Regions from separate parts of the Mus musculus genome. Here region 2 is linked to region 1. Evidence: chromatin contacts called from public HiChIP or PLAC-seq data. All regions are on one chromosome and are shown on one strand. The core of a region is the stretch at or near the end of the contact, and the rest is flanking DNA. Distances in the headings are between cores, read along the strand shown.

Region 1 (5,570 bases), core at 1,616-4,115:
GATGGCCAGAGAGACATGGCAACAGGAGGATGGAGCAAGATTCTGGGAGATCTCAATTGTGAAGAAGCAGCAGAGAAAGTGAACTGGGAGTGGGTGGAATGGAAACTCTCAAGACCCACTCCATCCTCCTTCCTCCAGCAAGGCTGTACCTCTTAAAAGTTCCATAACTTCCCCCAAACAACATCACTAACTAGGGGTCAAATACTAAGTCCCCGAGTCTATGGGATACATTTATCACTCACACAGTACCACAGTAACTGTTTCTCACTGTTATCTATGTTTCCTTACCTTTGTGCTCCGAGTCCTTTCCTTTTATGTCCTTTCCTTTTATCTTGCCCTCCAGCAGACCTCTAACCCAAATAACAGTCACAAGATTGGGCAATAATGTGTGGTGTTCAAATGCACTCCCAGTGTCCACTGTGATCCTGTACCAATTCATTCAGATAAGAAACTTGAACCTAATGACTCTTCTGTGAGAGAACATGGACTAGATATTGATGACCCTTCATTTTGGATAATCAAATAGAATGTCAGAGAGGTTTAGGGACTACTTTTAAGTCACACAGCCAACTGAGCTGAGGTTGACAACCAGTTAAAGAGCTGCCTGGCTCTCCTCTTGAGGCATCTAAGATTGGCATTTATTTTCCATAAGTAGCTATACACATTGTAAATCTTTTCTAAGTCTTATTTATGTCTCTCTCTCCCTCAAAGACAAACTTAATACATCGATCAATCCAAGTCAATCACACGGAAGACAATGGTTAACATGTTATTCTGTGCAGGCCATTTCGATGGCTACAAAGATGCTGTCCTAGCTCCAGAATCAGCTGATTGTTAAGAGCAGCTGTGAAGTACTGAGCTGCATGCTGTGGACATTGTTATTTTGAAGCAAGAATAAACATCTGCAAAGTGTCCCCAAATCATATCAAAGAAATAGCAGATATCCAATGAGAACAAAATATGATTGCACTCTTTGGCCTACATGGCAGTATCCAAAAAGGAAAGAAGAAAATGACAGAAATCTTAGACTGTGTAGAGATCTAGGAATAAGACATGCAAATAAAGATTGTGTAAATTTTCTTAAGTTAATATGACTTTCATTTTATAGTCCCCACTTGCGGGACGCAATGCGAAAGATTTTAGAAACCCAGTTGGAATAGCTCCAATTCAAAAACTAAAGATCCTAAGTTCCAAACCTGAGACTACTTGAACTTGACATGAGACCCCTAAGTAGGAACCTCCACACCTGACCTCGTGGCCTGGGTCACAGACAAAATGGATCTGCACTCAGCAGACTATATTAAAACTGTCTTCAGTCGATAGATATAAGATATACATATTAGTTGGTCCTATTTCCAAACTTTCTTGTTTTGTAGCTGCAAACATCTCCAAAATCTAAGAAAAAGGGGGGCTGGAGAGATGGCTCAGTGGTTAAGACCACTGATTGCTCTTCCAGAGGTCTTGAGTTCAATTCCCAGCAACTACATGGTGGCTCACAACCATCTGTAATAGGATCTGATGCTCTCTTCTGGTGTGTCTGAAGACAACTACAGTGTATTCATATAAATAAAAATAAATAAATAATGCAAAGAAATGAAAAAAATCCAAGAAAACAATCTGACCATCTAACCTACTGGTGTGTTCATCTCTGGGGAATGCTTTTCCTCCCTCCTGCTCTCAGCAGACCTTAGTTGCCTGTAGTTCTTTATGAGTCAGGGGTTGAGACTTTCTAGGCAGCCCCCATCAACATTACTATGACTATTAATTTTTCTTTGTTAATCTCATGTTTAGATTATCATGGTGTGGAAGCATACATAAAATTAGTAAAGTAGAAACTGAGCAGGTTGTACTTATGTGTCTAGAAATGCATAACTGTATATGTACGTCTATTTATATATGCATATATCTATAATATATACATTTATACATATATTTATACATATATTTATACATATATACACATATAATACATATGTGTACATGTACATATATAAATGCATATATGTATAAATATATATGTATATATAATATACATATACATTTAATCATATATATATATATATCATATATATATATATATATATCAATAGTTAAAGAAAAAGACTATGAATTTGAACAAGATCAAGGAGGAATATATGGGAGGGCTTAGGTGGAGGAAAGAGAAGTGGGAAATGGTGTAATTATATTAGAATCTCAAAAGATAAAATAAATAAATAACAAATTTAATTCACATCTGTTCCCAAGCATTTCTGATTAGCATTTTTCTGCCCATCTTCTCTTTACTTCTTATATCCCGTGGATGACATTAGGACAATCATCTCATAAGATGACTCTGGGGTTCACAGGGTTTAAGTATCTGAACCAAGTCACATAGCAAATGTCAGAGTTGGAATCAAACTAATTTCAAGATCTATCCTTCTTACACTACCAAATAACAAGATGGTATGGGGGTGGGGGTGCTTAGAAGAGTGTAAGGAGCCCGTTGTTTTTCCCAGAGTTCCGAGAGAAGATCAAAATATTGCCTCAGAGGAGAAGGCAGGAGTGCAGTGTGCCTGAGACTGCGGGAAGAATTCTGCCGTAGCACACAGTCTGGTTCTCTCAGAGAAACCTTGCCCTTGTATTTCTTGCACTGGACTTTCCCATAAATTTTTATTTTAAAGCTGTGACATCTTGCACTAGGCAGATAAAAAGCAAGGGAAGCCCCTGCAGAAATCCAACCTCTGTTGTATGTATGGAGAGGGCCATGTGTGTGCCACACGACAAGTGTGGTCATCAGAGGACAGTTTGTAGAAACTAATTCTCTCCTTCCTCCGGGTCCAACCCCTTTTCAGTATAATAGACTCAAATGAGGAAGTGCATGCTAAGACTCGGAAGATGCATTGCACATGTCCATGGAGTGAAAGAGGACAGATCGCGGTTTAGAGCTGAGCTCAGTGGCGCTTTTGGTAAGAAGCAAACTAGTCAATATTGGGGGAGGGAGGGTGTTCTGCTCAGCCACACAGGCTCTGCCATAGCGCTTCAGCTCCGCCCACACAGTGAGAAAACTGCCACACTCCGTGTGTAAGCAAATGAGTGTGAATGAGTCCAGTCAGCTTTGCTTATGGTTATGAAACATGCTGAACCTGGTGTGTGTGGACCCTGGTTTAGAATGTATGGTTCTTGGCCATTTCATGAGTTATCTACAAGAAAAAAGCTGCGGCCATAAGGACAGAAGGCTGTGTGGACTTGTTACTGGTTGGAAAGTATATGAGGATTTTATAAAAAGAAAGCACACGTAAACAAGGAAGTAGACATTACACGTTAGTGTGTTTAGGTAAGAGGTTCAGGAGGATGGATGCATGTTAGGAATAATTAGGCATGGTGGTTGTATGACACTGGATGAAGTCACCAAGTGCTACCATTCAGAACATGTTAAAGTGGTTAATCTTATTTGTGAATTTCACTTCAATTAAGTTTGTTTTGGTGCATCAATAGTTAATCTCCCCCAAAGCTTTAAACATAAAATGGCAGCATGACTCCTCTATTCAGCTGATCTACCAGGTTGCTTCTTGCTTTGGGTCCCAAAACAATTTATGTTTCCTAAGGCAGAAGAGGAAATATTTCTCATGGTCATGTGGCAATGTGATTTGATTAATTTTCCTGCTTCAGTATTACACAGATTTGATCTTGATGCCTAGCTTCTTTGGACCTGAGTTTCCCCACCAGCAAACACAGGTCAGGGAGTGTCCTGATAGGGTTATGAGAGCTCAGAGAAATTTGAATATACATAGTCTTAATCTCCTTGAGCTTCTAGAACACAAAACTAGGGTCTAGGGAAGAGGAGCTCCTCCAGATGTTAACTTCTCACAGTTCCAGTGAGTGAGGAGTCTATGGCCAAGGATGTGGCAGATGTGGTTCCCGATGGGGTCCTACTGCTGGGGTTTGTAGACATATGGTTTCTTGTTGTGTAACCATGTAGCCTTTCCTTGTGTGAGCATACTTGGAGGAAAACTAAAGAACTCTGTCCTTCTCTTCCTATAAGATATTAATTCTATCCTGTGGGATTTACCATCGTGCAGTAATATAAACCAGATTACCCTGTGAAGGCTTCTGCTGCAAGCACTGGAAGCTAGAATTTACACATATGAGTTAAAGGAGATGTACACATTAAGCCCACACAGCACATATCACCTAGGAGTATTCATAGCTATAGGTTGATAGCTTTGATTCTGCCATGCCTATGGCACATATTCCTTTACCTGCTACTGTTGTTTTCCCTTATTGTTTGCTCCTAGTGGTTTCTACACAGCATAATATGTTTTCTATTTCTCCATAACAATTTTTTTTCTCAAAATTTGGTCATTTAAAATATAAGCATTTATTACCACACAATTAGAGTTAGATCCATGATCGGGATGAGGCTGCTGACAGTATGTGGCCTGGAGCTATAGCCATCTGAAGGCTCAACCTATGGACCAGCTGCCTGGTGTGACAGCTGACAAGAAGCCTTGCTTCCTTGTCAAGTGGATAACATCATTATGTGGACATCATTGGTCTCCCTCAGCAGCAAGTCATGAGAAAAAAGAAGACAGAGACAATGATCATAGTATCCGTGTTAGTTACTGATAAATCAAGCTCATACGTATGGAATGGTATTACTTAAGAGCAGTGTGATGTTATTTTTATGCTGTGACCCTTTAATACAGTTCCTCATGTTATGGTGAGGTGATCCCTGACTATAAAATTAGTTTTGTTGCTATTTCGTAACTTCATAATTTTGCTACTGTTATCATCATCATGTTAATATTTTTGGAGGTGGAGGTCTGCTGGGATTGTGATCTCCAGGTTGAAAGCCATTGCCTACAAGGATTGTTTGTGGATAGTGGACTCATTGGCCCTCTTACAAGCTGGCTACCATAGTACCTTATTAGCATGAATTCTGGTGAGGCAATGATGATACAGAGGGCAATTTAATCTGAAAGAGATGTATTAAATTACTCTTTTTTTTCTTTTTTTTTTAATATTTTTATTAGGTGTTTTCCTCATTTACATTTCCAATGCTATCCCAAAAGTCCCCCATACCCTCCCCCCAACTCCCCTACCCACCCACTCCCACTTTTTGGCCCTGGCGTTCTCCTGTACTGAGGCATATAAAGTTTGCAAGTCCAATGGGCCTCTCTTTCAACTGATGGCGACTAGGCCATCTTTTGATACATATTCAGCTAGAGTCAAGAGCTCCGGGGTACTGGTTAGTTCATAATGTTGTTCCACCTATAGGGTTGCAGATCCCTTTACCTCCTTGGGTACTTTCTCTAGCTCCTCCATTGGGGGCCCTGTGATGCATCCAATAGCTGACTGTGAGCATCCACTTATGTGTTTGCTAGGTCCCGGCATAGTTTCACAATAGACAGCTATATCTGGGTCCTATCAGCAAAATCTTGCTAGTGTATGCAATGGTGTCAGCGTTTGGAAGCTGATTATGGGATGGATCCCTGGATATGGCAGTCTCTAGATGGTCCATCCTTTTGTCACAGCTCCAAACTTTGTCTCTGTAACTTCTTCCATGGCTGTTTTGTTCCCAATTCTAAGAA
Region 2 (5,570 bases), core at 963-3,462, 370 kb after region 1:
GGCTTCAAGTCTCCAGTCCCAGGATGGGAAGCTTACTGCTTTATGTTCCCCAGTTTTATAGTCCAGGCTCTTCTGTTTGTATTTCTTATACTCTTTGGAAATGTCATACATGTATCCAATATATCTACCTCCCACTCCTTCCCTGCAACTCCCCTTGGCCTTCCCTCAACACAACTTCTTCGAAATTTTAGGTCCGTCTGTCTGTCTTTTCCTCTCTCTCTCTCTCTCTCTCTCTCTCTCTCTAACTAGTTCTGCCCATATGTGTGAGCAGCCTACCCATGGCTACAACCCCAAAGAAAGTTGACTCTCCCTCCCCCTGAATGTATCAGCAGCCAGCCATCTGCCCCTCGGCTGAGAATGGGGCCTCAGGAGCCCTCCCTGCCTCATTGCTCCACACTGGATTAACTGACTTAACCGTGCTCTTTTCCAGGGTCTGGCACCAACCAGCCTTCCCACCTTCCCCATTCCCTGCTTCTCAGATACTTCACTCCACCTAGCTGCTCTACTTTGGGACTTCAATTTTCTGTCCGTCTTTTCCTTACTTCCCTCTTCATGGCTCCTCTACTCAATTTTCCCCTTTCCTTTGCCTCAGTACTACTTCAGTTATCCTTTAAGATACAGCTCTGTCCCCACACTCTAAAGTAATGCTTTCTTAGTCAGCCCCATTTTCCTTTATGTGCATTTCAAGATTGTCCAATACCACTATTAGACACTTGGTGTATCTCACTTGTAAGAGCATTTATTATTATTATTTTTTTTAGGGTCATCTGCCAATTTGTTTTGTATTAAGTCTGAGGCTATAACTGGTCCATTGTACATTTTTAAAGAATGCCGTCTGTGATGCTTTTTAGATGGGTAGTGGATAAGTGACTGGGTGAGTGGGGTGGATAGGTAGCTGAACTGGTAGTGGGTAGGCGTGTATGAACAGGTGAATGGACAGATTGGTGGATGGATAGATGGAAGAGTGGATGGGTGGATGGATAGATAGGTGGGTGGGTGAGCAGGGTGGACAGGTGGGTACATAGGTAGATAAACTGGTAGCCGAGTGGATAGGTGAATGTATGAATAGATGGATGGATGGATGGATGGATGGATGGATGGATGGATGGATGGATGGATAGGTGGGTGAGTGGGTGGGTAGGTAGGTGGTTAGACACATGGATAGGTTGCTGGATGGATAAATGGATGAATGGATGGTTAGAAGGGTGGATGGGTAGATGGATAGGTGGGTGGTCAGTAGATGATTTGAAGAACAAACCGAATGATACTATGTTGGAAAGCATCGGCAAGTACTGACAAATGTGGCCTGTTTATAGTCAATGGAAATAGAATGATGATTCCCCACTTGGGCAATGGCAAAGGAGTCACTGCAAAGGAGTCACTGGTCAGCTATTAACACTTACACATTGGGTGCTTGGATGCCCAGATGCTAAAATGAAAGTGGAGGTCTCAGAGCATGAGAATAGCTGTGATAAATCTTTCAAAACTCCAGCTTCACTCACGCCAGGACACTTAAGCAGGCCACCCATTGAAAGTTTGAAACCTCATGCAGACATTTTAAGAATAAATATACTATATGCTTTATACATTTTACGAAGATTTATGATCAGAATTACTAATGGCAAGTTCGGTGGCAGACAGGAGCAGTTGGATAAAAGACCTTTAGAATCTAAAATCTAGGTATGTAGTAGGTGCCAAGAAAAATATAAGGTCCTATCCCTGAGCTGTACAGGTGACATCTGTACAAAGAACAAAGAGTAAAGTCCTTGATACGTGTCAACTATTTCAGAGCACTCCCAAAGTACAAGGAACAGCTCAGATCACCATGCCAATAAAGTGACATGGGCCGTCTCTGAGTCCCTTTCTTAAGTAGTCATTGGCCCACATCCTTCTGAAGAAAAGCTTCAGGAACAGGTGTGCAAGAAGCAAACAGATTGGAAAGTTTGAGCTCAACTGTCAGTGGAACAATATTAGAGGTTTAAAAAAAAAAATTTGCACGGGGCTCTCCCCTGCAGGAAAGCAGGGAGTGGTCTCCTATGTCAGGAGGAACGTTAAAGCAGCCATCACATATGGCTGTGTATTTAGCTGGGTTGTTATCCCTGTTTTACTGATGACACAAGCCAAGATTCAGAGAGATAAGGAGAGCTGGCCAAGGGCAGGAGAGATGGTTTAGCAGTTTAGAGCACTGGGTGATCTTCCAGATGACCTGGGTTTGACTCCCAGCACCCACGGAGCAGCTCACTACCGCCCTCTTCTGGCTCCTCAAGCATCATGTACACAAGTGGTACAGAAAAATATACATGGAGGCAAAACCAGCAGACGCATAAAAAAAAAATTGTTCACATTTTTAAAAACCATGTTTGAAAAGAAATAATTGCCCAAGACCACAGAGCCAATCAGCATCAGAAGTAGGAGTTCAACCGATGTTGGTTTTCTCCTAAATGCCAGCACATTGTACCACAAGGCAGAACTCATAGCACATGTCAGTGAAGTCACCTACCTCATTATCATCCCATTTCATGGATGAAGAAACTGAGTCCATTCAAGATAAACCAGTCCATCCAAGAGCTCATTGTCAATTTGTGACAGGCTCTTCAGTATGGGGTAAAGCATTCTCATCCTTTATATCTATTCAGAATTCTAGACAGAGGATGGAAGGGGACTTCCAAAAGCTCTAGTGTCTGGGAACCACAAAGCTCTGATACCTAAAGGGGCAAAGCTAGATTCCTGAGTCGAGAGAGAGCTTTATTGAGCTGTGGCTGTAGTATAGAGAAACCCTTCCCTTTAGTAGAGAAAGCCACCAGCCCACCTACAACCTGGCAGGGGAGGAGGGGACCACGCACTCTCCTCAAGCTCACTCGCGCACAGTGCCTCCCATCCTCTGAATGCACCAAGAGGCAGGAAGGAAGGGGTTCCCATACTGACATTTCCAAGGTCCCAGAACACGACAGAAGGAGGAGAAAGGGATACAGAGGCAGGAGGCACACCACTCTGATATTCAGGGATGCTCTCTGCATCTCCCACCATGAGAAATCTAAGCTCTTAACAAACACTTCATGAAAGCTAATGCTGGACCAGGAAAACTTAACACTGAGAAACTCAGAGCTTCTTCCAGCAGAGAAAAGGATCTCTTCATCCCCATAGCAGACAGGCCTCCTGTCCTAATGTGGTCAGCCCTCCCCTGTATAGTGAGAAGAAGCCCTGTTCTAGCCACCTGGAGAACCACAGCTTCTCTTGAGACTTTTTGGCTCCAGAAGACAAGTCAGTGCTGGTCTTTTCAGGAATGGAGGCTGGTGTTTCCTAGTTCTTAGTAGTAAATGCCACGTTCTAAATAAAGACAATCCCAGATGAAAATGATTTAAACATCCCAGTAAGATACATCCCTCTTCTGTATACCCTTGATGTATACACATACACACATGTGCATGTGCACACACATACACATTTACACACATACACTTAGATACATGTATGCATATGCATATCTACATAGACACATTCATACTTGCATGCACACACACACACACACACACACACACACACACACACACACACACACTTACCATATATGCACACATGCTCATCCATTCTCACTTAGGAATGAGGTTTCTGGAATGCAGAAAACCTGCTTTCCAGGTTTGCCTAAAGTTTCACCCTCAACTTCCACAGATCGCCCAAACCCCCAGCTGATTTGCTCATATTTCCTCGTTTAAATCAACAGTCTGATTTTATCAACAATGCTCTGCGGAGGTTTATTTCTTCAAACAGACTGTGCTCCTCGTTGCTATAAAGTTAATTTTCTGTTCTTTGTTCACTTCCCTAATCTTCAAATTATATCCTCCTGTTCCCTGATTGCTTACTATTGGAAAAACAGCCCTTTTTTTGCTTCCAGTTTGAATATTTCAAGCCTTATCTTGATGACCCTAATCGCTCTCTCCCCTCGATGGCCTCTCAGGGAGGCAGTAAGTAACTAGCAAGGGTGTGGAACATCACAGGAACAGACAGGGCTCTGGGGCCAGGGCCAGGCTTCTGTGAGGACCACATTCTGCTTTCCCCCTTTCCTGTTTCTTGGAGTGTGGGAAGAGGCTGGCTTTGCTGCAGAGAGGATTAGAAATTCTGGGATCTGCTCCATGCTCTCAGAGAGTCTTAGTGGGAAGACAGAACTGAAGCTTGCAGAATCATGGACAAACGCTTCCGAGGTGGAACGACCTCTGCCTACGCTGCAGAAGAGATTTGATTTGATGATGCTGTTGAGAAACGGCCTAAGGAGGCCAGGCGGAGGAAACTTGACACTTGAGACTCAAAAACTCTGGGAATAGGGAAGGAGCAAAATGGAATCAGTCTTCAAACTTTTGAGATTCTTAAAGAAGAGAGGAGGAGACCCAGCTGTAACAAATGCTCAAGAGAAGTCAATCTGTTTGTGACCACATGGGGGGAAAGGAACTGAAGAAAAAAATAAAGAAATTGGTTTTGTGTGTGAGTTATTTATTTTGGTTTGGGTTGGGATGGGTTGGGAGAGAGGGAAGCTTTGATGTTGTTATTGTTGTTGTTGTTGTTGTTGTTGTTGTTGTTGTTGTTGTTTTAATTCTTTTTTTAAAAAATCCTAACCAAGATTATAGTGAGAGAAGTTTGGTCCCAAGATCAGACACCTAAGTTCTAATAACTTCAAGACTGATACACTACTAATGATGGCAAGACCAATAGATGTTCCCCGCACAAACAAACCATTGTTTCCTGATAGAATTTTCCATGTTTAATAATAATAAAGGCTGTGATTGTGTTTGCCAGACACTGTTCAAATACGTCCCCTGCACCTCTGCATTTAACCTTTAAAGTATTATTGTCCCAGTTTCACAGATGAGAAAGCTGAGACCCAGAGCCTGGTCATTTGGTGAGGGTCACAGGTAGCTAGGATTCCAGTGAGATCTATTTGTGCCCTAAGCTCACATTCAAACAGTTATTTCTGAAATGAATGTGTGGCTCACAACTGACGCATCATTCAGCATCCCGGCCTTGCCCTAGGTTTAATCATCACTGCGACTTCCTGTGAGGTGCTGTATTCCATCTACTCAGAATCTCCCTCCCGGCCTTATCTCTAGAACACAGTTTTCCAAGGTCCTTAGGCCATGCCAGGGCATGGCAACTCTTTGTTTAAAGTGTGTGTGTGTGTGGAGGGGGATCATAAACATTTTAGATGCCGCAGATTATATGTCTCTGTTCCGTATTTTTATTTGGTTTTGGCTTTTTCAATACTTTTAAAGATATACAATGTGTTGGCTTTGTTTCCTGCCCCTGGCCTCAAACCCTCAGAGTCAAGTTTGAAATGCCCGTCTCTCCCTATCTAGCCATCCAATCACCAAGCACTCAGATGCCTTTCATAATACCCTTGATATTTTTCATAGTGATTCGACTCCCCCGTCCTTGCCTCTTTTCTCATAGCCCCCCCCCACACACACACACACATACACACACACACACACACACACTTCCCAAACAGCCCACAGGCCACCATGTAATTCATTATCCTCACAGAACACTTTGTACAAAGCATTCCCTTGCTCAAACATCTT

Evidence for each region. HiChIP or PLAC-seq counts read pairs in DNA pulled down with a chosen protein or histone mark.
Region 2: a contact with region 1 is called in a RAD21 HiChIP or PLAC-seq map of pro-B cells, with 20 times the contacts expected there. The contact joins two enhancer-like sites. A contact is called at or near these places in 1 of 39 promoter capture datasets (the C10 cell line), 3 of 15 datasets of contacts at CTCF or cohesin (large pre-B cells, pro-B cells and stem cell-derived epiblast-like cells), 6 of 484 Hi-C or Micro-C datasets (the C10 cell line, CD4 T cells, adipose-derived mesenchymal stem cells and 2 more) and 3 of 115 datasets of contacts at active chromatin or transcription factors (fibro-adipogenic progenitors, heart atrium and large pre-B cells).

Annotation. Positions count from the first base shown.
Region 1 is chr11:45,158,081-45,163,650 of GRCm38.p6, forward strand. No RefSeq gene overlaps it. Among named protein-coding and RNA genes, the nearest start is that of Gm12159, 44 kb to the left of the region's middle. Within about 2 kb of position 2,866, at least 12 of the 459 cell types and tissues checked have an H3K27ac peak or open chromatin away from gene starts, as enhancers often do. A contact at or near this core is called in pro-B cells, where this site is marked.
Region 2 is chr11:45,531,644-45,537,213 of GRCm38.p6, forward strand. No RefSeq gene overlaps it. Among named protein-coding and RNA genes, the nearest start is that of Gm22284, 100 kb to the right of the region's middle. Within about 2 kb of position 2,213, at least 10 of the 459 cell types and tissues checked have an H3K27ac peak or open chromatin away from gene starts, as enhancers often do. A contact at or near this core is called in pro-B cells, where this site is marked.